2 separate regions of the Triticum aestivum genome follow, and region 1 is linked to region 2. Evidence: chromatin contacts called from public Hi-C data. All regions are on one chromosome and are shown on one strand. The core of a region is the stretch at or near the end of the contact, and the rest is flanking DNA. Distances in the headings are between cores, read along the strand shown. Region 1 has its middle 22 kb from the start of LOC123061972. Region 2 holds the start of LOC123061970 (clathrin interactor EPSIN 1).

Region 1 (7,058 bases), core at 4,087-6,586, 180 kb after region 2:
TACAATGGAGCTTTCCTGGTTATCACTCAACAAGAATGACCATCCTAGGACAGAACAACAAGTATCACAAGATCAAAAAGGACTCTAGAGACAAGAGGGAGGATCCATCTTGATACCCACGGGTGCCTCGATTGCTTAAAGGCACACTTATTTCAGTCAAGGTTAATCATCATCGCTCTAGCACGAACACTACTGGTCAATTTAGCAAATCCAGGAGCATAACTATACAACCAGAGCATCCACATGTAAACCAGATCATCGCAGGAACTCCTATGATAGAAACCAAACATGAACTCAGCCTGCAAACCCTAGAATAGCATGCATCTACAACTAAAGAGCTCAAGTAGGAACCGATGCATGAGCAGGGAATAGAGCATCAACCAGACGAGCACCACATCAATATAGCCACGGCCATGTCCAATGCAGTAGCCGAAGCAGATGAGCAGGAGGAAGATGGAGCTCACCAAGGGAGGTTGTAACCGAGGCAGTACTCAGTGGGCACCGGGTTGCGCCAGAACACCGTCCAACCGGCGAGGAACCACGTCGGAGTTACGCCTTGCACTGCCCCGCCGACGAGCCTGCATACCATAGGAAGAAAAGGATCATCAGCCAAATTAGGAACCAGTTCCTGGTGAAGAAAAAAGAACAGATTTTGATTCCTATAAAAATCAACTTTAGATGACAACCCCTGATAAGAAAAATCAGGAAGCAACAATCTTAAAGGGAGTAGCATCGATCCCTAAGCCACACAAGCATCATACAACAACAACTACAACCTACACCATAGGGGGGGAATCCATAAATGCAAGGCATAAGTGGGAAAAATTGCAACAAATGCAAGGAAGAATATATTACTAGGAGTCTAAAATAATATTTTCATTCAGCAAGGTGCCATGGCTGAGTATGCCTGCCCATCCTAATTGTCAATCCTTAAGACAAACTATTTTGTGCATAACGGTGAACATTTTTTATCTTTCTACAGTAAGAAAAAAAGGTTTATTATGGCATTTCATAAATGATTTAGTCGCGCCTCAACATATAAGAAGTAACAATAAACCAAAAGAAACAATTATGTCTTTGCTTTCCCTCTATATAAGTAATAATAAAAGGTTTATTATGGCATTTCATAAATGATTTAGTCGCGCCTCAACATATAAGAAGTAACAATAAACCAGAAGTAACAATAAACCAGAAGAAACAATTATGTCTTTGCTTTCCCTCTATATAAAGAATGTCCTTATTATTCCTAGGAGGCATGTTGCCATCAAGTTTCTTGTTGAACTGCCTAATTTCGACATTTAACAATGATGCATATCATTTTAGAAGACTAAATACCTTACCACTACAACCATAGTCACCGTCATGTCTGTTACTCATGTCGGTCATGCTGATTTTCCTTCTAACTCCATGTCGTTATATCTTTCTAACGTACTTGTCTCTCCTGACATCATTAAAAATCTTGTTTCCGTTCGTTCTCTTACACGTGAAAATTCTGTTACCGTTGAATTTGACATGTCTGGCTTTTCTGTTAAGGATGCCCATACCCGGATGGTGCTCCACCGATGTGACAGCCCCGACGAGCTCTATCCGGTCCACTCATCCACTTCCTCTGCCGCTGTACCCATGGCGCTTTTCGCCGGAGTGGACCTTTGGCACGCCCGTCTTGGTCATCCCAACACCGCCACCCTTCGTCATATTCTTCGGAGTTTTTCATTCACGTGTAATAAGATCGACGATCACACTTGTCATGCTTGTCGTCTCGGCAAACATGTTCGTCTTCTTTTTAGCAATTCCTCGCATGTCGCATCATACCCGTTTGAATTAATTCATAGTGATGTTTGGACCTCTCCTGTTGCAAGTAACACGGGCTATCTTTATTATCTTGTCATCCTTAATGATTTTTTGCACTATGTGTGGACCTTCCCGTTGCGGCGAAAGTCGGACTCTGTTGCCACTCTCACCGCTTTCTACTCCTATGTCTCCACGCAGTTTGGACGTCCCATTCATGCGTTGCAAACAGACAACGGGGAGGAGTTTGATAACCTTGCGAGCCGCAACCTTCTTGCCACACATGGCACGATCTTTCGTCTCACTTGCCCGTACACTTCGCAACAAAACGGCCACCCTAAGCGCGTGCTTCGCACTCTTAACGACTGCGTTCGCACCCTCCTTTTTCACGCCAACGTGCCACTATGTTTTTGGCCCGACGCGCTAGCCACCGCATCACTACTCATCAACATTTGTCCTTGTCGCACTCACGGAAACTTTGCACCTCATCACCTCTTGTTTGGCACGCCACCTTCCTATGTCGAGCTCCGTATTTTCGGTTGCCTGTGCTACCCCAGCATCGCTTCCACTACTCCTCACAAGCTCGCACCTCGGTCTGTGGCCTGCATCTTTCTCGGCTATCCCCCCAACACCAAAGGCTACCGATGCTATGATCCTATCTCACATTGGGTGATCACTTCACGACATGTTTACTTTGATGAGATGGTTTTTCCGTTTCAGCAGGTACGTTCGGATGTTACGGCTTTGCCCGCTCCCGGTGACGGCCGCCCACGTGCTTCTCTTGGGCCGCCTCCCGGCTTTGAGGGTGCCCCCCCGCGCCACGGGTCGAGTTTCTCCCCGATTGGCTGCCCTGGGGGCTGCACCTTCCTCGGCGCCCGCGGCCCCGCCCGCCGCCTCGCCGGCGGCCTCGCCCGTGGCCTCGGAGGAGGCGGGTTCTTCCTCGTCATCACCTGTCTCCGCTCCGGACCCGCTGCCCCGTCCGATGACTCGCTCTCGGGCTGGCACTCTCCGCCCGAGCACACGGTACCCCAGCGATGAGTACCTTCTCGATGCTTCCATCTCTGAGCCGTCCCCTCTCCCATTGTCAGCTCGAGCCGCCCTTCGGGATCCTCATTGGCTCGCTGCGATGCAGGAAGAGTTCGACGCGCTCCAGCGGAACCGTACCTGGCAACTCGTCCCTCGGCCGCCCCGTGCCAACATCATCACGGGCAAGTGGGTCTTTCGGCACAAGACTTATCCGGACGGTACTCTCGAGCGCTATAAAGCTCGCTGGGTGGTTCGGGGCTTTCGACAACGCGCGGGCGTGGACTTCACCGACACATTTGCCCCGGTTGTTAAACCGAGCACGATCCGCGCCGTGCTCCAGCTAGCCGTGTCTCGCGCTTGGCCTGTGCATCAGTTGGATGTGTCCAACGCCTTCTTGCATGGTCACCTCGCTGAGCAGGTGTTCTGTGAGCAGCCCACCAGGTTCGTCGAAGCCACGCATCCAGATCATGTGTGCTTGCTCTCTCATTCTCTTTACGGGTTGAAGCAGGCACCTCGGGCCTGGTACCAGCGCATCGCCGCCTTCCTGCAGACGCTCGGATTTACATCGACTTGCTCCGATGCGTCCCTCTTCATGTATCATCACGGAGTTGACACGGCCTACTTGCTGTTGTACGTAGATGACATCATTCTGACGGCAACCACTGTCGCGCTCCTCCAGCGGCTCACTGCTCGTCTTCGTGATGAGTTTGCCCTAAAGGACTTGGGTCCCCTGCATTACTTCCTTGGCATTGAGGTGGTTCGACGGCCTGATGGGTTCTTCCTGCACCAGCAGCGCTACACCCATGAGCTTCTCGATCGAGCTGGCATGCTTAATTGCAAGCCCGCTCCTACGCCCGTCGACACCAAGGCCAAGGTTTCCGCTTTGGAGGGTTCGCCTGCATCTGATGCGGCCTTCTATCGCTCCATTGTGGGTGCTTTGCAGTATCTGACCCTGACACGCCCCGACTTGCAGTATGCTGTTCAGCAGGTTTGTCTCCACATGCATGCTCCGTGCGACTCCCGCTGGACTCTGGTGAAGCGTATCCTCCGATACATACGCGACACCCAGTCTTTGGGACTTACGCTGACGGCCTCCGCTTCCACCGACCTCGTCGCCTATTCTGATGCGGACTGGGCTGGCTGCCCGGACACACGGCGCCCCACCTCGGGGTACTTTGTCTACCTTGGGCCGTCCCTGATCTCTTGATCCTCCAAGCGACAGCCCACCGTGTCCCGCTCGAGTGCCGAGGCTGAGTATCGAGCAGTGGCTAACGCCGTTGCTGAATGCTCTTGGCTCCGTCAACTGCTTCAGGAGTTGCTTTGTGATGTTCACAAGGCCACGCTCGTCTACTGCGACAACGTCTCCGCCGTCTACCTCTCCGCCAACCCGGTCCATCATCATCGAACGAAGCATATTGAGCTCGATATACACTTCGTTCGTGAGCAGGTGGCTCTTGGGCGCATCCGGGTCCTCCACGTCCCGACGGCACAACAGTTCGCCGACGTCATGACGAAAGGACTGTCTATTTCTGTTTTCGAGGAGTTCAGGTCCAGTCTTTGTGTCTCCGACGACGCTTCGACTGCGGGGGGGTGTTGAATATATGGTTCGTGCATGTATATTGTATAGTCTGGCCCACCTTCTAGTCTTTGTATAGTTGATAATGTGGCTCACCTTGTATTCTATATATACGTGCGCTATGCACCGATCAATACATCGTGAAGTATTGCCAAAACCCTTGTCTCCAACAGAAACCATGCACGAGCCTGTGATTACCGGCTTGGCTGCTTGCTTTGGCCTGGCCCTGCAGGAACCGTGGCACGCATCGATCATGGTACAGTGGACAAGGTGAGTCCTAGCTAGCATGCCAATGCTTTACCTTAGGAGCACCGACGTACAGTGGACAAGTGACTCTAGGACCAATTAACAGTAGCAGCATCACGTCCAAGTCCACCAATCCCTTTTGCCTTTGCGCGTCCTGACACAAAGGCTGATCCTGCATACTATAACCAAGTCGTCGTTTCGTACAGTACCTGTACTCACCCAAAAGTCAGCAGCCCTGCCTCTGCGTATATTATATCCATGCATCCAGCTCCAGACCGACAGGCCGCAAGGGAGGGAGTGAAGTGCTGCTAGCTGAGCCAGGATTATTAGGTCACCGCACCAAACTGCAGGACATTCCGAGCTGTGAAATCTGCCTAACTGCATTGATTAGTCGTAGCCATCAGATGTAGTACATGCATGAGGAGATAATTTTTTACGCGCAAGTGTAAAGATGAGATGAGATGAGATGAGCTGCCAGGCCACGCCCACTTGCATGCAGGAAAATGCAAGTCGTCCACGTTGCATGCACGACGCACGCCACGCCACGCCCGGCAGCAGCTGACCTGCCTGCCGATCGATGGGGCATGCGTTTGAAATGGCGACCTCAGTTCAGATCCAGTCACCATCATGTTTTATACTCTGTGTTTGCGTACGCAGGATCCACGACCTTGACTGCAGCCCGGGCCGAGTCAACGGCACGCCACCGGCCAGCTGTCCTCCTCCTCGCTCAGTACAGGAGCCGCGCGAGCTGCCGGTGCGTCTATACCTCGCTTATGGCGAGTTGGACGCGTGTCTCGCCGGGCCCACGAGCTAGTTAGCGTGTTTTTCTTCTGTTTTCTGCTATTTTTTTCTACTTTCGTTACTATTTAGAAATGATTGTATTTCTAAAATTACTTTGCATAATATTAAACGTGTATTAAGAAAATGTCTGGATATATAAGAAAAATGTACTATGTGCACGAAAAAATAGACATCAAAACATATATTTGAAAAAAATGTTAACCATGTATATAAAATTTTTCTGTATTAAAAAATGTTTCAGACGTATGCCAAAAATGTACAATGTGTATAAAACAATAGGCATCAAAACATGTATATTTAAAAAATGTATTTCAAAAATGTTAAACATGTAATAAATACATTTTTTTCACGTATATAAAAAATGTATGATGTACACGAAAAATAGACACCAAAACATATATTTGAAAAAATATTAACCATCTATATGAAAAATGTTAAACCTGTATACAAAATGTTTTTGATGTATACCAAAAATATACAATGTGTATCAGAACAATATACATCAAAACATATATTTAAGTAAATGTTCATAGTGTATTATAATAATGTTAAAAATGTATTAAAAATGTTCTTGACATATACTAAAAATGTACACTGTGTATTAAAAAATGTAGACATGTGTTGAAAAACTATAAAGACAAATAAACAAAAAGAAATAAATAAAAAGCAAAGAAAAACCCAATGGCAACAGTAAGGAAATCACATAGAAAACGAAAGTAAAGAAAATAACAATTGAAAACAGCAAGCAAAAGGACATAACAAAAGAAAGGAAAAACAACAATGAAACCAAAGAAAACACACAGAAAATAAATAAAAAGGCAATCAAAAGAAAGATAAACAGGAAAAAACCAACGAAACTGAGCGAGCTGCGAGCGTCTTCTCCTGAGCGGGCTACCGAAGGCGAAACAAACAGATAAATGGGCCGGCCCAGTTGCCACGCAAGAGAAAAATCCTTCAGAGAGAACAGCTATCTGACTCACACTAAGCGAGAATTAGCTCTCGTGCGTGGGTAGCACGAAGGCAGGGTTCCTGATCCAGGCAGCGAATGTGCAGTCCAGACAGGACACAATATCAGATCAGGAATTAGTAATTGCATCCAATATTCAAAAAGTCTCAATTTATATAGAGCAACTAACTAACGGGTACCCCTACGGTGATACCCAGCGGGCACTTTTGGTTGCTTGGAGTGCGACACTTGGTGCGCCCAGCAGCCTCCACGTGTTGCGTGCTGGCCGCACCCCGCGGTAGCACCAGTTTTTTCTGTTTTTGTAGGTGTTTTTGTTTTTTTACTTTTTCATGGTTTCCCCCCTAGGTTTTGGCTTTTTTAAGGTTTTTTTTAGTTTCTTTTCGAGAGGCTCACTTTTTTGTGCTTCCGCAAAAAGCATAACCATGGTTCGCCCAAAAAGGAATAGCATAGCATGTGCTTCCGCGAGAGGCACAGTTTTGCTTGTATGAAAAAAAAACAGAAGATGTGCTTCCACAAAAAAATGAAATATGCAACTGTGCTACCACCTCTGTTTTTTCTTATTCCAGTTTGGATTGTTGTGGGGTTCTTTCGGCTTCATTTGGGCTTTGTTTTTATCCAGGTTAATTTGTTCTTCCTTTTTTTCACTTTTTTTGT
Region 2 (6,230 bases), core at 1,102-3,601:
CCTGCTTAGATTATGAATCTTCAGAATTACTGCATTGTCCTATCACCATTTTTGTGAAACTAAGTATATCATATTTAAGTGGGATTTTTATTGCAAATAACTGTAAGAGATGAAAAACAATTTGTGCTACAAAGATATTGCTAGGTAAGGATAACTTTTGAAGAAGGTCAAGAAAACAAACCTGAGGGTGAGAACCACTTGACGTTGCTGCCTCCAATGGAGCTGACTGGAAATCTGCAAACGCAAACAAATCAATTTCCGGCACAGCAGCACTACCAGCGTTTGGCATTAATCTTGGCCCAAAGAGATCCAAATTATTGGAGCTCACATTAGCTGTTCCAGCTGCACTCCAAAAATGAAGGTAAGTGAGGACAACACTACGGTGAGTATGTCAAATAAAAGAAAATGCATAGAACTTTGCGTCTCGGCTAAATAATCAAGCAAGCGCTATGGTGAGTATGTTTGATAAAGTTAAGAAATAGCTGACGGCACTATGGTGTGTAGTTCAAACAAAAGAAAATTCAAATAAGAACTTTGGCTCTTAGCTAGGTAGTGCGGTAAGCAGAATGATAAGTGATGCCAGCATAATAGGCACATACCATGTTAAACAAAGTGTATAACAATGGGTACAGCGACAAGGAAACCGTGGTAATCATACAATCTAACCAAACTTTAGAGATGGTAAGGAAGAAATAATGACCAGATGTGGAAGATCCTCGTGGATTGAACTCGTCGCCATCATCCTCATTCTTTCCTTTCTGTGAACTTGGAACAGCAGGTGTGGCACACGGATTCGACATCGATTTGGAGCCTCCTTTTGCTAATTTAGAGCTATTTGCACTCTTAGTAGTAGTTTCTTTTGACCTTTGTCTAGTGCTGCTGTAACTTGGCTTATTATTGTTCTTGCTCAATTCTGTGCCAGTGTGTCTATCCTTGAACGAGGCGGTTTCCCTCGAACCAGCTGTGCTCCCGTAGCGACTACCAGAGGAGTAGGTGCCACTGCCAAATGATGCTGCGCTTGATTTGTATGATGACATTCCAGTTGATGACACCCCCAAGTACCTGAACATATGATCCATGCAAATTGCAAAATTTGAGATGCACAGGGAAAGGCAAGAAGGGTTATGTTTACATAATGCACGACAAGTCGACGGCGAATGCAATGCAGTACTTGTCCCTCGTAGAAGCAGCCTTCTCCCTGGCTTGTTGAAGCTTTTCCCTGTCATCCACAATGACCAGAACAGCTTCGGCCTTCTTGCGCACATTGAGCCCAACGTCTTTTCCACCAGGCTCCACAAACTCGAATGTCGTGAGTTTCTTCACAAATAAAATCATCATCAGGGCGAGGTAAATAATAGTATATACACAAGTATACACTGAAACGAGCCACAGCAGCGCATACCGCAATCTGTGAGCTGTTGTCGATAATTTCCTCGGCTGCGCGCTCAGTGCCATTGGCCAGAAGATACTCAGCCACAGCCAGCGCCTGTGCAAGTGGAACAAACATCCTGTCAGTAAGGAACAATCCAGAACGGATAATTCCAGCTCGAGATCATCACCTTATACAGGTGACGCCAATTTGCGTCGGTGTTGCCCAGCCGTTGCCACAGCACCTTCATGATTATTTGGCATTCGCCGCTGAAAGCAGAGCGACGACTCGATCAAAATGTGCAAAAAAACTCAATACCCTCGATTTAAAGAGATCAAGTGAGGAGAATTGGAATTGGAGCGCTTTGCACTGACATATTCTTGGTGGCCCGTGCGATGTCCGCCATGTCTGAACCGTGAGGCCCCCACGGCTCATCGCTGGTCGCGTCAAGAACCTATCGGGTACAAAATTTCAGGAAGATGGTAAAACAGCACAGATACACCATGGACATTTCTTCCTTGCTACGGCGGAATTACACGGGCGAATGAATGAAACACGATCGATCAGACCTTCTGCTCGATCTCTGGCACCTTGAGCACCTTGAGATTGACCTCTCGCTTTCTGCGCAACAGGGGATCGGGCCCGAGGTCAGCGCGCACGGGGAAAAGAAGAAAAGAGCGCCAGGCACGATCATCAAATCAAGACGAGAAAACAAAAGTAGGGCCTTACATCTCCCGGACGGTGTGATCGAGCGCCTTCATGATCCCATCCATGGCTGGGCTGGAGACTTGCAACCCCGCCGGCGGAGGAGCGGTGGCGGTGGCGGTGGCGTGGCGACGCCAAGACGGAGACGGGGTCCGGAGAGGAGCGCCGCGGAATAATAACGACGCTGGCGGCAGTCAGCGCCCGGACCGGGACACTGTCTGTGTGCCCATCGCACTGGACTCTGTCTCGGACCGTCTCCCCCCTTGGGCTCGTTCGCGTGTGCGGTGTGAAAGCCCAACTGCTGGCGGGCCACATTTTCTACTCCTGGACATCTTCGCCTGAAGTTGCTCAGAAAAAAAAAGGTACATTTTCTCCTGAAGCTGATATTCGGACGCGGAAAAAGGTGTAAATACAACACCTATCTCCGATATAAAAAAAGAAACAACAATCTCCAATTTTGCCTATATAAGTACTCTCTCTGTAAAGAAATATAAGAGCGCTCAGATCATTATACAGAGGAGTAGTAGAGTGATAAACAAATAATGGATTGAATCACATCAAGAAGCTATTTGTCCCAGCGACAAATCATGCTGCATAACAAGCCCAATAATGTCAGCAAAAATGAAACGCCAATCACGGCAGACTCCCGAAAGCGGCATCAACTACATTCTAATCCCTACATATCTGGACATGAAGAAGCTGGAATCGGCATCATGTCTCTTTTCCTCTCTGACTTTGAGACAGATCAACTATGGGTGTGAGGAAGGGGCGCCATTACAGCCGCTGTCGTCTTCCTCCTCCGCGTCTTCGTGTTCTGCCGTCGCTACATCATCACCTTCCAGTTTGACATCGGCGCTCTCTTGTGGAGGAGAGGGCGCAACATCGAAACCATTGTTTTCCTCACATGTGGACATGGGTTCCACCACCTCTACACCATGTTCCATTTCGGCAGCATGTCCAGCTTGATCAACATCCTCAGTGTGCTGTGGAATATCAAAGTCTTCTGCCTCACAGTTCTCAATGGCCAATGAAGCCGAGTCACAGTTTTCGTGCACGTCCAGTAGCAAACTGTCGACGCGGTGGTTTTCCCCACCCATAGGTTCAAAGCCCAACGTAGCCTGCTCCACCGTGTGAAGGTCCTCATCTTCCAGGTATTCACCCTCTTGATTGTCACATATAATGTTCTGTTCAGCTTCAAGCAAAAGTAGAGACTCATGATGGGGAGCAGCAGAGCCACAATGTGAGCCGGTGACTGAATCAAAAGGTGGAGCCTCTGGGCCACCCCTTTCCTTGATCTCACCAAGATCACTGAGGACATCTTCAAAGCCATGCAGAAATTCAAACACTAAGGCTTGTGTGGCCGTATCAGCCGTGGATGCCATGGCTGTCTTGGCCTTCTTCATCATACCATGCAGCTTATCAACCTACAGGAAAGAATTCATCTTCAGTAATGATTCAGTATGTATGAACTACTTGGACAAGCTTCAATTCAAATCGTATTATTATATCTAGAGATAAAACATTAGTTCAGTCAACTGTGAAACCAAATCATATAAATTTGATGCATAAGTTAGGCTTACCGCTTTACGGATCATAGGAGACTTGGCTTTGTACTGAAGATCGGAAGAATCATCGGGTGGGGATAAAAGTCCTGCTTCAGCATCATCACCGGTCGATGGCACAAGATATCGCCGTGTAGCTCCAGAGTACCACTGCAGATACTCGTCATAAGATGACAAATCAAACTGCTCAGTCTCCCGAAATATGCGCTGTCGCCGTGCTTCCCATTCCTGAATATACTCATGATGTGTCTCTTCCCAATTTTCACGCTCTCTACCACGTCGGCTAATACGATGTAATGTCTGTAGGGTAGGTCGAAAAGGTGGCGGAATGCATTGACGAAGCCCGAATTGCCGCATCACTCGCTCAGGCAGATACATCTCAACAATAGGAAAATTTATTAATGGTGCTTGAGTAATCCACAGGTCAGCATCTTTTGTACAAAGTGGTGGTAAGCTCGAGGACTCAATGAGCATGTATGGTTCCCATTTCAACTGATCTGCTCGCTGCAGATTTAGCTCATCCCTGTACTGCTTAAGACAGCGGGTAGCATTCTCACTTTGTGCGCGAGCACCCACCCAACGGAAGCCAATTGGGGGCAAGTCCTGTGGGATGTCTGTCTCCGCGACTGAGGAAGATCGAGCCAATGGCCTGCCAACATGAGAGTGCTCCCAACTCCAAAGCTGCAAGAGAAGCAATGAACCACCTATATTCTTCATGTTGTGGGAGGAGGCAGCAGAGCAAAGAGCTCGGTAGAGGAATGCGAGGGCTGCGGAACCCCAGCTGTATGTTCCAACAAGAGAAAGATCAGCAATCAATGGAAGATATATCAGACTCATCCTTCCTGTCCCGTCTGGAAAGAGCACTCCACATAAAAGGCTCAGGATGTATGCTCGAACATGCCTCTGTACCGTATGATCATCCGCCCCTTCTGGTAACTCATAGAAGTGCTTCTTCAGCCATTTGTAATGCAAGAAGGATTTTCCAGGCATTGATTGAACTCTTGGATCATGACCTAGACAATCAAGGACCATCTGCCCATAATCATGATCAGTACTAGAACAAACCGGTCGGCCGTCAATAGGAAGAGCAAACAACATGGCAACATCTTGAAGCGTAACTGTCATCTCCCCAGAAGCCAAGTGAAAGCTGTGGGTCTCTGGCCTCCAACGCTCAACAAGAGCAGTAATCAAGGCTTTGTCCAATTGAGGCATTCTCTGGCAGATTTGTGAGAGACCAAGCAATCCAGCATCCCTCAAATAAGGACGATACCTCTCATGAAATTTCAAGGGTTTGTGGTGACGCAACTTCAACTGCTCCAGGGCCTGCAATAATAGAGAATATAGGTTCAATGCTATTGAAGAAAAAAAATGCTCCTTCAACTACGAAATATGACAAAGTTTTTTGTCCTTAGATTAACCTGATCGCCAAAAATTGCATCCGAACGGTGGTTAATCTTAGGATTGAGTAGTGTACTGGATGAAGGCTCTGCAGGCCCTGCATAACAAGCAACATGGACTTGTTCGGGAGTGAAACCAACATTGTCCTCTCTATCAGAAGTGGTACTCGGCGAAGAAGGCGCAGATGTTTCATGATGATCCATTTCATATTCTGCCACAGAACATCTGCCACGGCCCCGGCCCCGGCCACGACGTGCACGTCCTCTTGCCCTTGAAGACATGGACTACTCTGCAAACAAATAATCATTACATCAGTTGCCAGAATGTCATAGAAGCCCCTAGGAAGATCAGAAATTTTGGATGGAGGGTGGCTACGAACACTCTAGCAACAAAGGAAAACAAGTGGAAAAGAACTCTTGTGACGGATGCCACTTGTAGCATCTGTGGGAATGGTAATGAGGATGAGTACCATGCAGTGATCATGTGCACAAAGAGTAGGGGCCTAAGGTCAGCCATGAGAGAATCCTGGAATCTACCGCCAGAACAAAAATCCAGGCACACAGGTGATGATTGGCTACAAGTGCTCCTGGACTCTGTAAATGAGGACATGCGAGCTAAAATCCTGTTGCTTATATGGCGCTGTTGGTTCCTCCGGGAAGATTGTGTGCGCAAGGACGGTAAGGAAACAATCAAACGGTCTGTTCATTTCCTAACACAGTATGAGGAGGAGCTGAGAAATGCAGAAACTTCAGTTGAGTGGAAGAGAGGGAAGAACACCTGTGTCAGGGAGGTGACCACGCCGGGATTGCCACCTGCCCAGGACATAAAGTGGAACCCTCCAACGCAAGGAACTGTCAAACTCAACGCTGATGCGGCTTATTTGTCCGAAACAGGTGAAAGTTCCACTGGTGCTGTTGCCCGTGATTTCAGGGGCTGTGTACTCTTCTCTTGCTGCAAAAAACTGCCATTCTGCAGTAGCGTGGAAGAGGCCGAGGCCAGAACCGTCCTTGTCGGCCTCCAGGAGCTGGCCAAGATTTCAAATGGCCATGTAATCATCGAGACGGACAGCCAGTTCACTGTCAAGGAACTGTCGACGCAGACTCCCACGCGCTGTCCCTGCTATGGCACCATGATGGATATTCGTCAGGCTATGTCCTCCTTCTCGGAGAGCTCTGTCAGATACGCGGAGAGAAGCA

What was found. A called contact is a pair of places that touch in the nucleus more often than the background predicts.
Region 1: a Hi-C map of leaf shows a contact between it and region 2, with 4 times the contacts expected there. The contact joins the enhancer-like site here to the promoter of LOC123061970 in region 2. A contact is called at or near these places in 2 of 5 Hi-C or Micro-C datasets (both in leaf).

The regions. Positions count from the first base shown.
Region 1 is chr3A:519,002,020-519,009,077 of IWGSC CS RefSeq v2.1, forward strand. No RefSeq gene overlaps it. Among protein-coding and RNA genes, the nearest start is that of LOC123061972, 22 kb to the left of the region's middle. Within about 2 kb of position 5,337, at least 6 of the 8 cell types and tissues checked have an H3K27ac peak or open chromatin away from gene starts, as enhancers often do. A contact at or near this core is called in leaf, where this site is marked.
Region 2 is chr3A:518,823,762-518,829,991 of IWGSC CS RefSeq v2.1, forward strand. It overlaps LOC123061970 (clathrin interactor EPSIN 1), which reads right to left and starts at 2,352. Exons shown (of 11, transcript XM_044485262.1): 1 at 2,099-2,352; 2 at 1,939-1,990; 3 at 1,744-1,823; 4 at 1,560-1,638; 5 at 1,403-1,486; 6 at 1,172-1,317; 7 at 701-1,062; 8 at 182-342. The coding sequence starts at 2,142. LOC123061971 (serine/threonine-protein phosphatase 7 long form homolog) reads right to left here. Exons shown (of 4, transcript XM_044485263.1): 2 at 5,055-5,323; 3 at 3,655-4,959; 4 at 2,554-3,498. The coding sequence starts at 5,315. The coding sequence ends at 2,824.